Linked DNA regions of Sus scrofa: region 2 is linked to region 1. The links are chromatin contacts, called in public HiChIP or PLAC-seq maps. All regions are on one chromosome and are shown on one strand. Each heading gives the region's core, a stretch centred on a gene start, on an enhancer-like site or on the middle of the called end of the contact. The rest is flanking DNA. Distances are from core to core; before and after follow the strand shown.

What was found. HiChIP or PLAC-seq counts read pairs in DNA pulled down with a chosen protein or histone mark.
Region 2: a contact with region 1 is called in an H3K27ac HiChIP or PLAC-seq map of skeletal muscle. The contact joins the promoter of MKNK1 here to the promoter of EFCAB14 in region 1. A contact is called at or near these places in 2 of 5 promoter capture datasets (fetal liver and liver), 5 of 47 Hi-C or Micro-C datasets (heart right ventricle, liver, skeletal muscle and 1 more) and 2 of 2 datasets of contacts at active chromatin or transcription factors (alveolar macrophages and skeletal muscle).

The regions. Positions count from the first base shown.
Region 1 is chr6:164,775,907-164,779,969 of Sscrofa11.1, forward strand. EFCAB14 (EF-hand calcium-binding domain-containing protein 14) reads left to right here and starts at 2,066. Exons shown (of 10, transcript XM_013999428.2): 1 at 2,066-3,270. The coding sequence starts at 3,089.
Region 2 is chr6:164,885,595-164,889,657 of Sscrofa11.1, forward strand. MKNK1 (MAP kinase interacting serine/threonine kinase 1) reads left to right here and starts at 2,154. Exons shown (of 13, transcript NM_001143719.1): 1 at 2,154-2,232.

The DNA of each region.
Region 1 (4,063 bases), core at 816-3,315:
GCTCAGTGGTTAACGAATCCGACTAGGAACCATGAGGTTGCAGGTTCGATCCCTGACCTCGATGCTCACTGGGTTAAGGATCCGGCGATGCCATGAGCTGTGGTGTAGGTCGAAGATGTGACTCAGATCTGGTGTTGCTGTGGCTGTGGTGTAGACCGGCAGCTACAGCTCCGATTAGACCCCTAGCCTGGGAAGCTCCATATGCCGCAGGTGCGGCCCTAGAAAAGACAAAAAGGAAAAAAAAAAAAAAAGGAATATTGAATTGGCTTCTCAAGCTTGCCCCAGATCTGCTCTCCTTCATCTCAGGAAACAGCAATGCCTTTCCTCCAGTGGTTCTGCTGGTGGTTCCACCCTAAGATCCTTCTCTTTTTTTGCAGTAAATATTGTTAGCTCTTTTTTTTTTTTTTTTTTTCATGGATGCACCTGTGGCATATGGAAGTTCCCAGGCCAGGGACTGACTCAGGGCTGGAAATGCCACTTATACCACAGCTGCAGCAATGCCACATCCTTAAGCCATTGTGCTGAGCCAGAGATCAAACTCATACCTTCACAGCGACCCGGTCACTGTTGTTGGATTCTTAACCCACTGCACCACAGTGGGAAATCCAATTAGCTCTGTCTTCAAGAAGCTTTCAGAATGCTCACCATCTCCACTACTGCCAGCATCTTTATCCTTCCCTCACTCTCCTCCAATTCTCTTTCCCACACAGTAGCTAGAGTGATCATTTTAAAATCTAAGCCAGGGCTCCCTTTAGCAGCACATATACAAACATTGGAACAACACCGAGAAGATTTGCATGTCCCCTGCGTAGGGATGACATGCAAATTCGTGAGGCATTCCATATTTGTTCTGCAGAACAGAAACAGATTCACAAACTTTGACAACAAACTTATGGTTACCAAAGGGACGGGTGGGGAGAAGGACTGTCCTGGGGGTTCGGGATTGGCATATCCCACACAGCAGCATATGGAATAATTGGCCAACGGGGACCTGCTGTATAGCCCGGGGAACTCTACCCAATACTCTGTGATAATCTATATGGGAAAAGAATCTGAAAAAGTACGGATGTGTGTATATGTATAACTGAATCACTTTATTATACAGCAGAGATTATCAACATTGTAAATCAACCATACTTCAAAAAAACTTTGAAAAATTGAATAAATAAGTAAATAAATAAATACATACATAAATGCTAAACCAGAGCTTAAAGCACCAGTGGTTTCCCAAAGTTCTCACAGTGGTCCATAAGGCCCTGCATGATCGGGCCCCTGATGCTTATCCGACCTCATTTCCCATCCTGCTCCTCTTGCCCTTCAGGTCCAGCCACACCAGGTCTTCCAGGTCACTTTTTCCTCCTGGCCATTGCACAACTCACTCCCTCGCAGCCTCTCAGTCTCAAACCAAAGGTCCTCTTATCACAGAGGCACTCCCTGTCCCCTTATCATATTTCAATTTCCCCCATAATATTTATCACCTCCTGACATTTAATATGTCGCTGCTCTCCCCCCACTGCAGTGTAAACTGTAGGATTAGGGTTGGCACTTTACTGGATGTCTGGTATTTTTATTTGCTAAATCTGGCAACCCTAAGCAAGTGGTTATTTTGTTCATTGCTGTATCCTCAGCAGTAGAATTGCTCCTGACACGTGGTAAACTCTCAATAAATATTTACGCAATGAATGAATGGACGTGTTCAACCGGGTCATTAATCTGTAACATGCCTAAACCTTTAATAAACAACATGCGAGCCAGAGGGTTGGGACGTCTAAGCTGGGTTAGCCCAGTTCACAGCTGGCGGTCGGAGAGGCCGATGAACTTCCTAAGCAGGTGGAGCAGCTGGGAGCTTCGCCTGAACCGCCCCTGCGCCTCCTGCAACCGAACACTCCCGAAGTACAGTGAGCGATAAATCCCCGAGGGCTTTTCTGCGGGTAGGACCTCCCCAACTAGCAGGCGGGACCTACCCGCGCAGGAGCCTGGGCCCTTTAACGCCCCGCCTCCCCATCGCCCCTCGCGCGCCCGGTGTTACGTCACCGAACCTGCGGCCAATGGGAGCGCGCCTTACTGGCAGGCGGTGCTGGCACCGCTGCCAAAGGGGAAGTGAGCTGGGGTTGGAGCGATGGCCCGGGTCTGGACCCCGCGGCCGCCGCCTCCGCCGCCGCCGCCTCCGCCGCCGCCACCAGCGAGTCAGGAGCAGCTGCGTCCGGAGCCGAAGCGGGGACCGGAGTCGCGGCTGCAGTGGAGGCGGCGCGTTTGAGTTGCCGAAAGTCGCCGGTGCCGGAATACCTCAAACTCGGCGGGAGCGCTTCAGGTGGGCTGAGCCGCTGACGCCCCTCTTGACCTGCCCCCAGGCCCAGACACCAGGGCTGGGGTCTCCTCAGGCGCGGGACTGGTTCCTCTGAGGCTGAGCCCTGCAAACAAGAGCTCTGGATCTTCCTCGGCCTCCGGCTCCCTTCAAGCTCAGGACGGAGGCCGGAGATCGGTGATCTCTCAGCCCCGAGCGTTTCCTGTGTCCGGGTTGCAGTGGCTGGGAGCCCCCTCCTGCTGCCAGCCAGGAAGGGACCAGTGCGACCCCACTGTCTCGCTCTGCACCTCCTCCTCTTCTCCCATTCAAAAGCAAGTTTCTTTCCCTTTCCACTGGAAATCTTGCCCCGGAAGACCAGAACACCCGTCCGCGTGTCCTTCCCCAGCTCCTGAAGCACCCTTATTAGTATTATCTACTGACCAGGGCTGAGAATCTCTCGTTCTTGACTTTTTATCCCCCTTGGGAGACAAAGGTTACCTCTCCTAAACACCCTCAACTAATTGACACTCCATGCCCAGGGCTTTATCCATTTTGATCACCAGCCCCCAGGACGTCTTTACGTGACTTCCCCCAGCCATCCATCTGAGTTCCAGTTTCCTCTGGGCTCCAGTCTCTAGTCCCCAGCGGATCTGGTCAGTCCCACCCCTGGGTGGGAGTGACCAGAGGGGCTCTGGCCCAGAATTCCCCACCCTGGAAGGCAGCTCCAAGGCATCGAGAGAATTGGGCATCGGGTACGAACCTGGCAGCTCAGGAGTGGGTGCCCCACTCACCCCACACAAGAAGATGAAAAAGCGCAAAGAGCTCAATGCATTGATCGGCTTGGCTGGGGATAGCCGGAGAAAGAAGCCCAAGAAAGGCTCAGGCCACCGCCTGCTTCGCACCGAGCCTCCCGACTCAGACTCTGAGTCCAGCTCAGAGGAGGAAGAGGAGTTTGGTGTAGCTGGAAATCGCTCTCGCTTTGTCAAGTGAGTAATGCAGTGCACAGAGGTGGAATGGGGAAAAGGTATCTCCCAACACGACCAAGGGGGCAAATTAAAGGGAGGGAGAAGGAAGTTCTTAAGAAAAATTTTTAAAAAGCACGTAGACCTTGGAAGGCACAGAGGCAGAAAAGCTATTAGGGAGAAGGTGAGTTCAGGTTCTGGATGAAGGATAAGTTAGAGATCTGTCTCTGAGTGTACAAAAGAGAGCTCTGAATCTAGGGTAGACAGTGGACTTGGGGAATGAGCCAAGAGCCCAGAGAGACCAAAGTGGGAGTAGCAAAGAAGCCAAGAATAGGGACAGAGACCAGAGGAACTTGGGGGACCAGGCCTTCTGCTTAAGCGTAGGAGAGACGGGGGTCTTAGGACTGCAGATTATTTTTTGCACTCTTGACGGGTCTGAATCTCGGTGATGGGGGAATATGGTGAAGGACATCCTGTGGAAAGTGTGAGCCTTGAGGGTAGTGGAGGGTGGGGGACAAAAAAAAGAGGCAGCTTTTTCTCAGACCACTTTTAGCTGTGCAGCCACTAGACAGATCCCGTAGTGAGAACAAGGATGTGGGTTTGGGGAGTTAGGGTAGGAAGGGCTGAAGGGCTGAAGGGCCTCTTCCAAGGAGCACATGAAAACAGTATTCTGAGGATGTGGAAGCAGGGGCTAGGCAGAAATTCGGAGTGCTAAAAGAGATTGAATCCTCTGTTTGAGGTTTGCTTGTTTCGAGGGGCTGTGTCCTTTTATTTTGTTAAAGGCAGAGTTTGGTTTCTAATGACCTTTGCGAGATGC
Region 2 (4,063 bases), core at 904-3,403, 110 kb after region 1:
TTCCTTTCTCCTCGGGACCTCAGTTTCCCCCCATCTACTTCGTGACCAGGGGCGGGAGTAAAGGACTTAGCGATCTCTGAGCTCTTTCGCTGCTGGTCTGGACCACTCGCAATAACAGCAATAACAGCTAACGCTGTGTGTTAGGTACCGCTCTAAAGGCCCGACATGTATACTAGCTTGTGGAGTCAAATGCGTCTTTAACCAGGTGCTTGGCTCCCTTCCCGGTGCCAGGTATTCCTCCTTGCATTGCTCTAGGATCTGTAAGGCCCTCCACTCTGCAGCCCCTTCTTCCGGCTTACCAGAGGAGGCCCCAGTCCAGCGTTCTAAAAGGTGGCTCTGCTTGCACACCTCCTCTGACAGGTCACTCACTACTTCCTCAATTAATGGACAGCTTCGATTCTTAGCAACTTCAGGCTCTGGGCTCATAGTTGCTTTGGAATGCACCACGTGAGGGTAGATTTATCTCCGAACTGTGTGGCCGAGGCCTTACATGGGAACGTATGAATACATCAGGAAGCCCTCACAAAACTATTTTGAGAAATTCAGAGGGATGCTTGGAGATAACAAGACACAGAAAGAAAGAGATAAAAGAGAGCTGGGGCCTTGGTAACAGCAAGAAAAGACACCCCCCCCCGCCTCCCCCAAAAGGCAAAAGTTGGCAGAAGAGGATCCTGGGAGAGGCAGTGTTTCAGGGATAGAGGGACAGTTTGGTTGGGCAGCCAGGCTGCAGAAGGCTTTGTTTTCCCTTTGGCTCAAGATCCATAAAACTGTTTAGGGAATGAGGAAGCGAGCCATTCTCCCCACCTGGAAGCAAAGCATTCACCTGCTGAGTAAAAGACGCCCACCACCCTTGGCCCCCATGAACACTGTGGCCTCTGGAGGTTCTTGCTGCTACTCCCTCTAGGAGCTGTATGGAATGCTTGGTGAAGGGGGCCACAGGCATGGCTGATGCTTCATCAGATTTGGGAAGCCCTTCCTCCTGTGAGCCCCCAGAGCCCTCATCCCTGGCATTAACCGAATTTGGTTGCCATATGAAGGAACATTGCAATTTTGAGAACCCAGGTTGGAACATAAGTCTGAGTGACTCGGGGTCATCCGGCTATTGAGACATTCAGGGAACAGAGATAGGAAGAGGCCAGTGTGGTCTCTGAGGACCTGAAGCTTGGATGGGCCTGGAAGGCAATGTGGGAGAGGTCAACTTACACAGGGGCCTTCAGGTTGAACTGAGAGATCCAGGAAGTAAATGAATACAGAAGCTTGGGAGAAACCCCCTGCGCCACCCGCCTCCAGCCATCACCTAGACTGAGAAATCTAGCAAAGCCTTGAGTGTTCCCAATGCTTCAGACCTCCTTTCTTTATGTAGGCGAGACAGTTGAGGAAAGGGAGCCCAGAAGAGGAAAGGGAACAAATGTTTGTCAGGTGGATGATGGGAAGGAAGTCCAAGAAGCTCTGTAACAAGCATTGCTCATCAGACCCTCACAACAATCCTGAGACAAGCAGGGAAAGGATGTTTACTTCCATTTCCCAACGGAGGAAACACATTCAGGCCCTGACCTAACCCCCAGTCAGCACTCTCACTCCCTCATCACACTGGCAGCCTGAGGGAGGGACAGGAGCTGGTTGAAATTTGAATGTATTTGCAGGAGGTTTTCTGCAAGAAATGAACACAATGGAAACTCCAAGAAATGAACTTTTAAAGTTTTTTTTTTCTTTTTTTTTTAACCACTGGGGGTAATGCTTTACTCAAGGAAAAACTCTCACCGTGAAATTACAGGCACCCAAACCTTTTAAGCAATTTTACAGAATTTGTTCTTCTTTTAAAAAAAAGACTAGCACCATTTCCCCCTATGTAAAAGCCATTAAAAAAATTCCTTCCCAGCATACAGAAGCGCTCAATAAATATAATTACACCTGCCATTGCCCGGCCTCCGCCTCCAGGCGCTTCCCTGGCTTCCAGACCTTCTCTCCGAAAAATTCAGCGTCGGAAGAAAGTAAGCCCCGCCCCACTCCCCCAGCCATCTCCCGCCTCTCTCGTACCACGCCTGCGCAGTTTACCGAGTTGGCCCCACCCTCTCCCTGGGCGTGGCCACCGGGGCGCAGGCGCAGCCCCGCCCTCCCACGCCCCTCTCAGGTCGGGCCCGCCCCTCGCTGCTAGTACCGCCCTTCCGCGTTCTCGGCCGAGCGTCCTGCAGGTGGGGTGCGCGCCGGCGGCCCCGCGGGAAGTCCGCTGAGGTAAAGCCCAGACGGCGAGGTGTCCCTGCTCGTGAAATGGGGCAGGGGTCTGTGACTGAGTCGCGTGCCCGGGGTGGAGCAGCAGGGCCTTCAGAACGGCCCGAGGTCACGACCCGATACGGCCGCGAGGGGACCGCCGAAGGCGACCCTTCTTCAGGGCGCTCCTCCAGGTTGCTTCTGGGACCTGGCGGGACCCCGACGGTGACGAGCTCTGCGCGCGGCGCGTGTCCCGGGCCCGGGCTCAGCCTGTGCCTGGGGTCGCGGCTTGGGCTCTGACAGGCGTTCGAGGTCGAACTGGCCCCACTTGAGGCCAGTTTGACACTCAGTCCCTCTCAGGCGCTGTGGCAGAAGTCGAGGCTCAGGCAGTCCAGTGTCATGAATTGTTTTCCATGTGAGGAGTTTATCGTGTCTGTGTACCCCATTATTTAAAGTTAACTGTGTTCACTTGAAAGCTCCTGGCCACTGTGGGTCCATGTACAGCGAGGAGAGGTCATAGCACAGTCTCTGTCCTTGCGGACTTTACAGGCTCCCTGTCGGACGGTCAGTAGCACATCAGCAGGGGTGACAGGATGGAAGTGTTGGAAGTGCTTGACTTCGTGTCACGTAGCCCCGGGTTCAGATCTCACCTCTGCCACTTCCTAGCTGTGTGGCCTCAGGCGAGTCATTTCCCCCCTCAGAGCTTTAGTTTCTCCTGCAGAAAAAGGGCATATGGGAGGGTCATTGTGAAAGGTGCATAGGCCTCCATGAGCCCCCTCGGTGGCATCTGTCATGAGTTGTGTGCTGAATACTTGGTGCCTGAAATGGCTGCGATTTCTGGGAATTAGGTCATTTGCCCTGGGGTACTTTAGAGAGGCCTTGCGGGGAGGTGACCTAGGTCTTGAAGCCTCAGTAGGATTTATAGGTTTAATTGACCTTGTGGCTTGGGTCAGTGCTAACTGACCAGGGCCCATGTGCCCAGCACTGTGCTGGGCAGTTCATGTATATCGGTTCACTAGATCGTCAGCTACTGACCAGGTGATTTCAGCCCCGCTGTCCTTAGCCTCGGCCCCTCTAAAGAAAGCTTGTGTGGAAATGATGTAAAGAGGAGATCCAAGGTTGGTTTTTTATGTGGAGCTGGTGGTACTCGCTGCCCAACTTCTCCCACATCTTCCCATTCTGTGATCCATAGGGTTAATTGGAGTTCTTGGCTTTCTCTGGAGGCCCTTTATGTGAGCGGATTTTGAGGATTAGAGGACCTGGTAAGGGAGCGCCTCTTCTACGCAGATTCCATGAAGCTGAACCCTGGCAGTGAGAAGCTCTGTGAACAGGAGCTGTTGGATTTTAGCACCTGCTTATGAAGCACCAGTGGTTTCCTATTAGGTGATCCCATGCCAAGTCTAGTAATTTGGTTCCGTTTGTCCTTTTCATGGGTGCCTATGGGATCTTCCTGAGACGGTATTTTCATCATGTTATATGTTGGCTCTGAAATCTTCGTGGGCCTCGTTGCCTACCACATAGAGGTTGGACTCCTCGGCCTCACAGACGAGTCCCTCCAACATCTGTTCTCAAATCTCTCTCCTGCCGTTTCCCTTTATTCTCCCAAACCTGCACCCTGTGCCCCAAGCAAAATAAACTAGATGTTTTGGTTTTTTGTTTTGGTTTTTTTTTTCTCTCAAACACTCCTTGCATGTTCCTTTGCCTACATTCCCTCTTCCTGGAGTTCCAGCCTCCTCATCTTTCAAGGCCCGTGTCTATGTGACCTGTCAGCGAAGCTTCTCTGATCCCCCTGCTGGGTTAGTTGCCCCCCTTCCCATCTTCTGTAACAAAGCCTCACCTTGAATATAGCTCTCTT